2 separate regions of the Capra hircus genome follow, and region 1 is linked to region 2. A link is a contact called in public Hi-C data. All regions are on one chromosome and are shown on one strand. Each heading gives the region's core, a stretch centred on a gene start, on an enhancer-like site or on the middle of the called end of the contact. The rest is flanking DNA. Distances are from core to core; before and after follow the strand shown.

The links. A called contact is a pair of places that touch in the nucleus more often than the background predicts.
Region 1: a Hi-C map of liver shows a contact between it and region 2, with 5 times the contacts expected there. The contact joins two enhancer-like sites. A contact is called at or near these places in 2 of 5 Hi-C or Micro-C datasets (blood and liver).

The regions. Positions count from the first base shown.
Region 1 is chr25:35,275,739-35,280,522 of ARS1.2, forward strand. No RefSeq gene overlaps it. Among named protein-coding and RNA genes, the nearest start is that of HSPB1, 13 kb to the left of the region's middle. Within about 2 kb of position 3,438, at least 3 of the 5 cell types and tissues checked have an H3K27ac peak or open chromatin away from gene starts, as enhancers often do.
Region 2 is chr25:35,188,254-35,192,632 of ARS1.2, forward strand. No RefSeq gene overlaps it. Among named protein-coding and RNA genes, the nearest start is that of SRRM3, 14 kb to the right of the region's middle. Within about 2 kb of position 2,873, at least 3 of the 5 cell types and tissues checked have an H3K27ac peak or open chromatin away from gene starts, as enhancers often do.

The DNA.
Region 1 (4,784 bases), core at 2,188-4,687, 88 kb after region 2:
AATCAGCCCCGGGGGTTTGCCAGGCGCAGACTGCTCCTGGAGAGGGTGGGGTGGAGAGTAAAAACTGCCCAGAGAATGGCTGCAGAGGACCTCGGGGCTGAGTCCAAAGGGCATGGCCAGACCACTTTTGGGATGGGAGAGGGGCAACCAAGGGAAGAATGGAGAGGAGGGTGGGGTAGGTCTGGAGTCCCTGCCCAGGCTTGGCCAGGAAGTTGACTGAGAGCCCAGGGTGGGGCGGAGTTCAGGCTGGAGAGGTCCTATAGAGGTAGGAGATAGACTGGCTCTGGCTTGGACATTTACAATCAGCCACCCTTCTGTTTGCATTTTCTGGGACAGGAGATGAGTGGGCTCCAACTGAGGAATTTACAATCAGCCTCCTGATTGCTCTCCAAAATGGAAGTAACAATAGGTAAATAGCCAGTCTTTGTCTCTTGTTAACATCTCAAGGCAATAATCTTGGCAAGGACAAAGAGAGGCAAAACCCTGTCTGAGTGAAGGATTACAGGTTCTCTTCTTCCCCCTAGTTAGGATAAAGGAGGCACTACACATGCGCAGAAAGGCTCCTTGGAGTCAAGTCAGAGGATAATTCCAGGCCATAATGAGTCTTGCTCCTCCCAGAAGCCTTCACTTCGAGATCCATCTTGGCTGACCGTTTGCACCCCAGGGGAGGGTCCTGAGACAAATTAACTGTGGGGGGTAGCGGGGAGGACAAAACAAGAGGACTGTCCTGAGGGAAGACAGAGATCTGGAAAACTGCCCCCTTATAAAGGATTTAAAATTTCCAACTCTCTCTCTGAACTTGCCCGAGTGCTTTTCTGCGTGTCCTTTTCTTTTCAATAAACTTTCTACTTTACTCTTTACCTTCTGCCTCCTCGCCTGAATTCATTCTTGACTAGTCAGGCAGGTACTAGGGACTCTAGCCCTAACTGCTGGCTCCTGTGGTCCAGGGGTTAGGAGTCCGTGTCTGGGAGACAAAGTCCTTGCTTCAAGCTGCTGTTTACTGCTGCGAGTGCCTGAAATCATTATCTGCTGGCCTTACCCTGGACCCTCTGCCCCTCTACATTGCACCCAACCCCTACATGCACACAGAGGAACCTGGGACAACCCTGCAGCCAAGACTTGGCCCTGGGTCCGGACCTGCTCAGCAGCGACTGAGTTACCTCTTAGGATCAAAGCAGGGACGGAGGATCAGCATGGCTGTGGGCAGCTGGGCGAGCCTGGGCGGGCCTTAGTCAGACTCTGGCACTGGGCCCTGCCGCTCAGACCCAGACGACATGGGGGCTAAACCCTGCCTTCACGCCTGCTCTCCTAGAGAAGCGGCCCCTAGGAATGTGCGCTCCACATCCCAAAGTGTGTACCATATGTCCATCTAACACGTCCCTGGGTTCCAGCCCTGAAGAACAAGAGCCTGGAGGCGGGAATGACGCCATCCATGGCAAGTTCCTCTTAGTCTCTGGGCAGTTTTGACTCTCCCCTCCCTCCTCCACCTGCCCAGGTGCCTCTGACTTCATCGCATGCATCAAGCTCTGCCTCCTGAGGGTGAACTATATTCTCATGCGCATCTCATGAGACACCTCTGCTGGGAGAGCTGGAAGCATGAAAAATCTGACTCACTGGAAGAGTCGACTCATTGGGAAAAAGAAAAAAAAACTCTGAAGCTGGGAAAGACTGAAGGCAGGAGGAGAAGGGGACCACAGAGGATGAGATGGTTGGATGGCATCACCGACTCGATGGACATGAGTCTGAGCAAGCTCCAGGAGGTGGTGAAGGGCAGGGAAGCCTGGTGTGCTGCAGTCCATGGGGTCACAAAGAGTCAGACACAACTGAGAGACCAAACAACAACTTCTGAGACAGCTCTGCTGGGAGAGCTGGAAGCGTGAAAAATCCCAGGAATCCCAGGTTTGGCTAAGAAGGAACAACTCCAGATTAATAACAGAATCTCTGGATGGCCTTGGGTAGGAGTGTGGAGGGTGGAAGAGCCTCACTGGCCAGTTGTCAGCACCTCCATCTCTTCTGAAGGGCAGACTGAGGGCAAGGGAAACTCAAGCGCCCAGACAGGCCTCCCAACTCCCAGCCCAGAGAGAGAAGGTCATGTCTGGGGACCCTGGGGAAAACTGACCTTCCCTAGGAGAGGTCCCTGCAGTTTCATATCCACCCCACTCCACCACCCTTCCTTCCAGCCTTGCATTCCAACCACCCTGGAACACCTCCCTGCACAGCCTAAGTGGCAATGGTTGGGTTAAGATGCAGCCCTGGTGGTCCAGAGGCCACCTCAGGGGAAGGAAATCTACCCTCACCTCCACCTCAGGGCTGAACCGGGCAGAGCCTGCCAGGAATAGGGCAGAGCCTGCTCGGTTTAAAGAACCGACAGAAGTTGCAGGAGCCGCTTTGCATTCAGGAAAATGCATTGAGCTGAGGCCAGGTCCAAGTCTGAGTCAGCTCTGTCCCTTTTGGAGGCATGGCCTGGGGTCCAGCCCTGAGCTGGGCTCAGTTTCCATTCTGAGGGGTCTGGGTGGCTCCTGAGGGCCCTCCTGTTTGGATTGTCGGTGTTGCCAGCTCTGTGCGAGCTGGGAATCAAGAGAGAAAGGCCAAGGTTGGTGGCTACCGAGGATTCCCTAACAATGGTAGGAAGGCCAAATTCCCAGGGGGACCCAAGGGTATAAGGATGGCTTTCTAACCAGGCCAACCAGGACCTGGTACAAGAAAGGCCTTCAGTCTTGGCCCTGACCCCAGGGCAGGTCTAGACAACCCCTTTCATTCCCCCTCATCAGATGGGTTCATGAAAATCCTTTGGAAAGTCCTTTAGGGATGGCTGTGTTGAGACTGGGAAGACAGCGGGGCAGGGGGGTTGAGAACTTCATCGGGTGAATGGATGTGGTCCCTGAGCCCCCTTCCCCAGCCCCCTCTGAGCCCCTATCCTCCTTGCCAGTCCGTGTCCCTCTCTGATCCTCCACTCCCTCACTACAACCCCCTCCCAGCACCAAGCCCCTTCTCCCACACTGGAACTCCCTTCTTTCTGGGAGTTCTCCCACTTCTCTGAACCCCTACATCCATCACCAAGCTCTCCCACTTTTGGAGCCTCCTCCCCCACCTCTCTGGGCCCTGGAGGCTGAGCTATCCTTGCATAATCCCTTTGGTGGCCCTGTTAAAGATCTCAAAAAACAAAAGAACAAAAACAAAACCCTTCTCTAGGTGTGACTAGCCTGAAAGGCTTGAACCCTGGAAGTGGTCTCAAAGGCCAGTCCCTCAGCTGGAGCCCCAAGGCTCTGGGTTGGGTGGGGCAGAACGGTTCTGGAAGAGTAACTGGCTCCCACCAAGCAGAGAGCAGGTCTCTAGGGTGTCAGGCTGTATCAACCCCAGAAGGGAAGTCTCCGCCCTGCTGTGAAGAGGGTGGAGCAGGGCCGAGGCAGGCCCTGAGACGCCCCCTGCAGGATGCCCTGGGTTTGGCCTCCCCAGCCTCCCTCCTCTCCCCGCCCCAACCCCAGATAGGACAGTAAGTGACTGCCCCCTGGTGCTCTCCCAGAAATCCCCAGATACCTGACACCACCCACCCCAGAGAGCTTTGGGGAATCTCTGCCCAGGCCCAGAGCAGAAATGGGGGCAGAAAACTCAAGTCTTGGAAAACATTGACATCCCCTAGCCCTGCAACCCCCGTATCTCTGGTCCTATTCTCTGCTCTGGGCCTCAGTGGATGAAACAGCTCAAGCCTCCCTCCTGGAGCACCTAGCTCACTTCCTAGGTCAGCCTTTGCAGGGTCTGGGAGCCTACTCCACCTTCTGTTCCTTTGCCGCATGGGTGTTATCAATCACACCGGCCCAAGGCAGTGTGCTGGGCACCTGCTAGCTGCCAGTCACACCTTAGCTTATGAAACTCTCATAGCAACCCTGTGCCACTGAGAGGCAGCAGAGGATTACAGCCGGGCTTGTGGCCACTGATCACACTGGGTTCAAATCCCCACCACGGCACTTATGAGCTGTGTGACCATGGGCAAGTTACTAAATCCATTTCTTCCTCTGCAAAATGAAGTTGGTTATATGAATTAATACATGGGAAGTGAAAGTCGCTCAGTCGTGTCCCACTCTGCGACCCCATGGACAAAACAGTTCATGAAATTCTCCAGGCCAGAACACTAGAGTGGGTTGCCGTTCCCTTCTCCAGAGATCTTCCCAACCGAGGGATCGAACCCAGGTTTCCCGAATTGCAGGCGGATTCTTTACTAGCTGAGCCACAGGGGAAGCCAATACATGGGAAGCCTTTAGTTACTTATTTTTCGAGTAAGAAACAGTCATGGGAATTATGGGAAGATAACTTTGATCTTATTAAGAATGGAAATCACCCTATTACAAAGTGAAATCACTGGTGATCTTTGTAAGTCAAAGTTTGAGGGAGGAATTCCCTGGTCGTCCAGGGCTTTAAGACTGTGCTTCCACCGAAGGGGGCACAGGTTCTATCCCTGGTCTGGGAACTAAGATTCTGCTTGCTTGCATCTCAGCCAAAAGAAAAAAAAAGTCAAAGGCAATATGAGGAAACAGTGACTGTTCTTTCAGTTCTGTTACAAAATGGAAGGAAATGGGACTTGAGCTTTTAGAAAGTAATCTTTAGAGAAGATTTCCATTCAAGACTAAAGACACTTAACGAGTTTAAATGATGTGAGGATGGATGGAGAGAAGCAATGGAGCAATTGATAATGGAGATTTAATTTATAAACAGGAACATAAAGTTCCAAGAAAGAACAGAACAGACTGTGAGGGAATTCTCCAGTGGTCCAGGAGTTAGGACTGGGC
Region 2 (4,379 bases), core at 1,623-4,122:
TACTCCACTCTTGTTGGGTAGTTAGGTGGTTTGGGTTTTCACTCCTAGGACGAGCATGGCTGTGAACGTCGTGGTGCTACTGGGGGACTAATGCCTCCTGGTGATTCTGTGTGTGAAGCACTGTGCCAGCTCTCTTTGGGGTGTGTTTGCTGTCCCCTGGGATCCTTGCCATGACCCTGACAGGCAGGCCCTAGTGCAGATGGCGCAGCAAGCTGTCTTGGTCTAGGAGGGTCAGGTCAGTGCCCATCTCCATACACCAGTGGTGGCCACGTAAGGTCCGTCGAGGAGTTTGCTTAAAATGCAGGTTGCTCCCTGCTGCGCTGTTGGTGGGAGTGTAAACTGACGCAGCCGCCGTGGAAAACAGTGTGGAGGCTTCTCAGGAAACTAAAACTAAGCACGTGATCCAGGTGGCTCAGCTGGTAAAGAATCCGCCTGCAATGCGGGAGGCCTGGGTTTGATCCCTGGGTTGGAAAGACCCTTTGGAGAAGAGACAGGTACCCACTCCAGTATTCCGGCCTGGAGAATTCCAAGGACTGTATAGTCCATGGGGTCGCAAAGAGTCGGATAACGACTGAGGAACTTTCACTTTCCAGCAATCCCAGTCCTGGGCATACATTCAGACAAAACGATAATTCAAAAAGATACAGGGACCCTTGTGTTTGTAACCACATTATTCACAATAGCCAAGACCGGGAAGCAACCTGAATGTCCATCAGCAGAGGAACAGATAAAGAAGCTGTGGCAGGTGTATGCAGAGGAATAGTACTCAGCCGCAAAAAGAATGAGATCGTGCCATTTGAGCAACATAGATGCAACTGGAGGTTATCCTACTAAAACAGACAGATACCATATGACATCACTTATTTGCAGAATCTGAAATATGACAGAAACGAACTGATCTACAACAGAAAGACTCAGGAGCACAGAAAACTGACCCTGGTTGTTGCCGAGGTGGGGGGATGGAGTAGGAGATTGGGATACAAACTGTTACATAGTTCACATTAGAAGATGATGTCAGCTATTATATATAGATGGATAAACAAGAAGGTCCTAATGTATAGCACAGAGAACTGTATTCAATATCCCGTGATAAACCATAACGGAAAGGAACATTAAAAGGATGGATGCATATGTATAACTGAATCACTATGCTGTACAGCAGTGATCACAATACTGTAAATCAACTATATTTCAATTTCTAAAAAAAACTTTTAAGGGAATTTCCTGGCAGTCCAGTGGTTAGGACTCTGTGCTTTCACTCCCCGGTCAGGGAACTAAGACCCCAGGCACACTGTGGCCAAGTTTTTGTCTCTGTGTTTGGCTGCGCGGGGTCTTCGTTGCTGCGTGCAGGCTTTCTCTAGCTGGGTGAGCAGGGGCTACTCTCTCGTCGCAGACAGAGGCTCTAGAGCATGCAGGCTCAGTAGCTGTGGCGCATGGGCTTAGTTGCTCATCAGCACATGAAATCTTCCCAGACCAGGGACTGAACACGTGCCCCCTGCATTGGCAGACAGATTCTTGAGGAAGTCTGTCAAGTTTAAATTAAAAAAAATTAATGCAGGTTTCCTGTGCCCACCCCTGAGAAGTTCTGAGAGCAAGGACCAAGAACCTATAATATTCCAGATTCTCCCAGATTATTCTGAGGGGGTGAGGTGGTCAGTGACCATATTTCGGACACTGGCTGCCCCAGAATTCTTTTCACTAAGGGTTTTCACAATAAGGCTCCTGCCTTTCAGGGCTTACAGATAAGTCAGGGACGAGAGAATCAACGAGAAAAATGCAGATCAAATACCAAATGACTCCAAAGAGGACAAGGTTACTTCTGCACGTCTTGGTAGAGGCCAGGACTGGAGGAGACTGCCCATCAAGATAGATGGGAGGGAGGAAGAGACGCCATCAGACCTGGCCCTGCAGGCGGGGTAGGGTTCCAGCTGGCCAGAAGGGCAGGCTGGACACGGCAGGCAGCAGCAGGAGCCGCCTGGGCTGAAGAGAACGGGCTTAAGATGGGTTTGAGGTATGGCCAGTGCTCACACAACAAGGGGAGTGAGGCCATTCGGGGTGGAGTCGGGGAGTCTTGAATGCCAGGTTGCAGAGCTCAGACCTCATCCTGTGGGTGTGGGAACTGGGAGGATGTCAAAGGCGCTGAGTAGGCTAGTGACAGGGTCCCGGGAGGAGGCTTGTCAAGATACAGATTGTGGCCCAGGAACCTGGAGAGGGATCCAGGTGATGTCTTTGCAGCCGGCCACACTTAAGGAGAAAAGATGCCACAAGGACCACTCCTGTGACACTTGGCAGCAGAATGGGCAAGGACCAGAGCGGTGTGGCAGGGAGGCAGAGGGTGACAGGGACATGGAGGAAACAGCAGCCCCTCCCAGCCTCATTTCCACCCTCCAGCAGCCCATCAGCCCGTTGGCGGCGTAGGTTCAACTAACTGCGCTCCCCACTTTCAAGCTCCAATTATCTTCCTCGCAGTCTGCAAACTGGCTGCCAGCCCCTGCCTTCTGGTCGCCTCCTGACACACGACTCCCGTCCAGCTCAGCAAGGAACAAAACCCGGGGACTGAGTGGATGGTGTTAATGACCATGATGAGCTGGCCGAGTCTTTGCTGGGGGAAGCTAACAACCAGTCTGTAGAGAGCATAGAGGAGGCTCTGGGGCACCCACTCGGGGGTCATTAGATGGTGACAGACTCGGTTCTGCAAAGAAGCTGCCCTTTAAGTCCCAGGTAGACCCAGCCATGTGGGGTAATTAGAAGGAAAGTGGAGTCTTGCCTCCCCACTGCTAAGGCAGAGGGGGTGACAGCTTAGCTCAGAATGAGCCTGACCTCTCAAGAGGAAGGCCAAACCTCCCAGGCAGTTCTCCCAAATTGCCAGCAGAGGGAGCTGGAGGCTGGTGCTGCAGCACTGGTCCTGGGGACTGTGGGTCAGGCGGTGGCTGGAGGGTCAGCTTTCCCCTTGGGTCTGGGCTCTGCTCATCCTGACCGGAGGGGGCAGCCACCTTAGGGCAGGGATAGTGGAGGTGGGAGAGAGTCCAGGGAGATCAGCCTGGAGACACAGAAGGGTTGAGGTGGGGAGTTTCAGAAGAAAACCCACCCCGACCCCGCCCTTGGTGGCTCAGATGGTAAAGAATCTGCCTTCAATGAAGGAGACCCAGGTTCTACCTCCGGGTCGGGAAGATCCCCTGGAGAAGGCAATGGCTATTCACTCCAGCATTCTTGCCTGGAGAATCCCATGGACGGAGCAGCCTGGTGGGCTACATACAGTCCGGGGTTGCACAGAGGCAGACGAGACTGAGCGACTTTCACTTTCACTACTCTCCACCTCCCCATAACCATAACCCCGCCCTTAACTCAATGCCCGGGCCCCACCAGAGGAGTAGGCGGAGGATAACTTCCCACTTACGCTAATCAGTAACCATTGGCTCCTCCTGTCTCCAGTGCCCTGAGTGGACAGTAGGGACAGGCCACTCATCCAACACCCTGAGGGGGTGGGGATTAAGTAACCCAAACCCAGGGTGGACCGAGCTGCTGGGTGGCAGGAAGGGAAGGTCTAGCCTGTGGACACCTGCAGCGCGCCTCCTTCGTTGGGCCCTGCGAGGGAGCTGGGCCAGGCCCTGCCTGCCGCTGAGTTCCCGCAGAGTCCTTTCTCAACGGCTCCGCTTTCTAATCCCCTAGGGCTTGAGATGGATCTCTTCAATTAACCCACTTTAAGAGGCCACCCACATCTTCCCGCTGCCTGTCGTCCCCAGGCCTGCTGGCTCAGGGCTTGGGGCAACCTCCCTAAAGCAGCCCGGGTGTAGATGCTTAATTCAATTTCCTCATGAAGCCAAACAGGGTCACCCAGAACTGGGCACCGAAAGGCAGAGCCAGGGGGGCTGATCTTTGACCAGTTGCCCCAGTACAACTGGTCAACACTTAGACCACGTAATCCACAGCTGGTGCCCCCACCCACAGGCCCGCTCCAGGCCCCCCTGGTCCACCCCATGGTAAAGAGGTACCGCCTGGCGCCTTGGCGTCACCCAAACCCATTAGCCAATGCTTACATACTTCAGTACCACTGTGATATGAGGTGCCTTCCGCGGGGCTGGGGAAGGCAGTCCCAGAGGGCAAACTTCCCACCCCCAGCAGAGCCCACAGGCCTGACACCCTCCCCCCACAGGCCCCCACAGCCCCCCACCACAGCCTGGCTTCAGCCAGCGGGGCAGTGTCCAGAGGCGGGGCTTTGGGGTGATTCCCAGCAGTTTTACCTGCTCCCTTTTCCTTCCCAGGGCCTCCCAGGTGGTGCAAGCAGTAAAGAACCCGCCTGTCAATGCAGGAGAAGACGTAAAAGATGCGGGTTCAATCCCTGGATCAGGAAGATCCCCTGGAGGGGGGCATGGCAACCC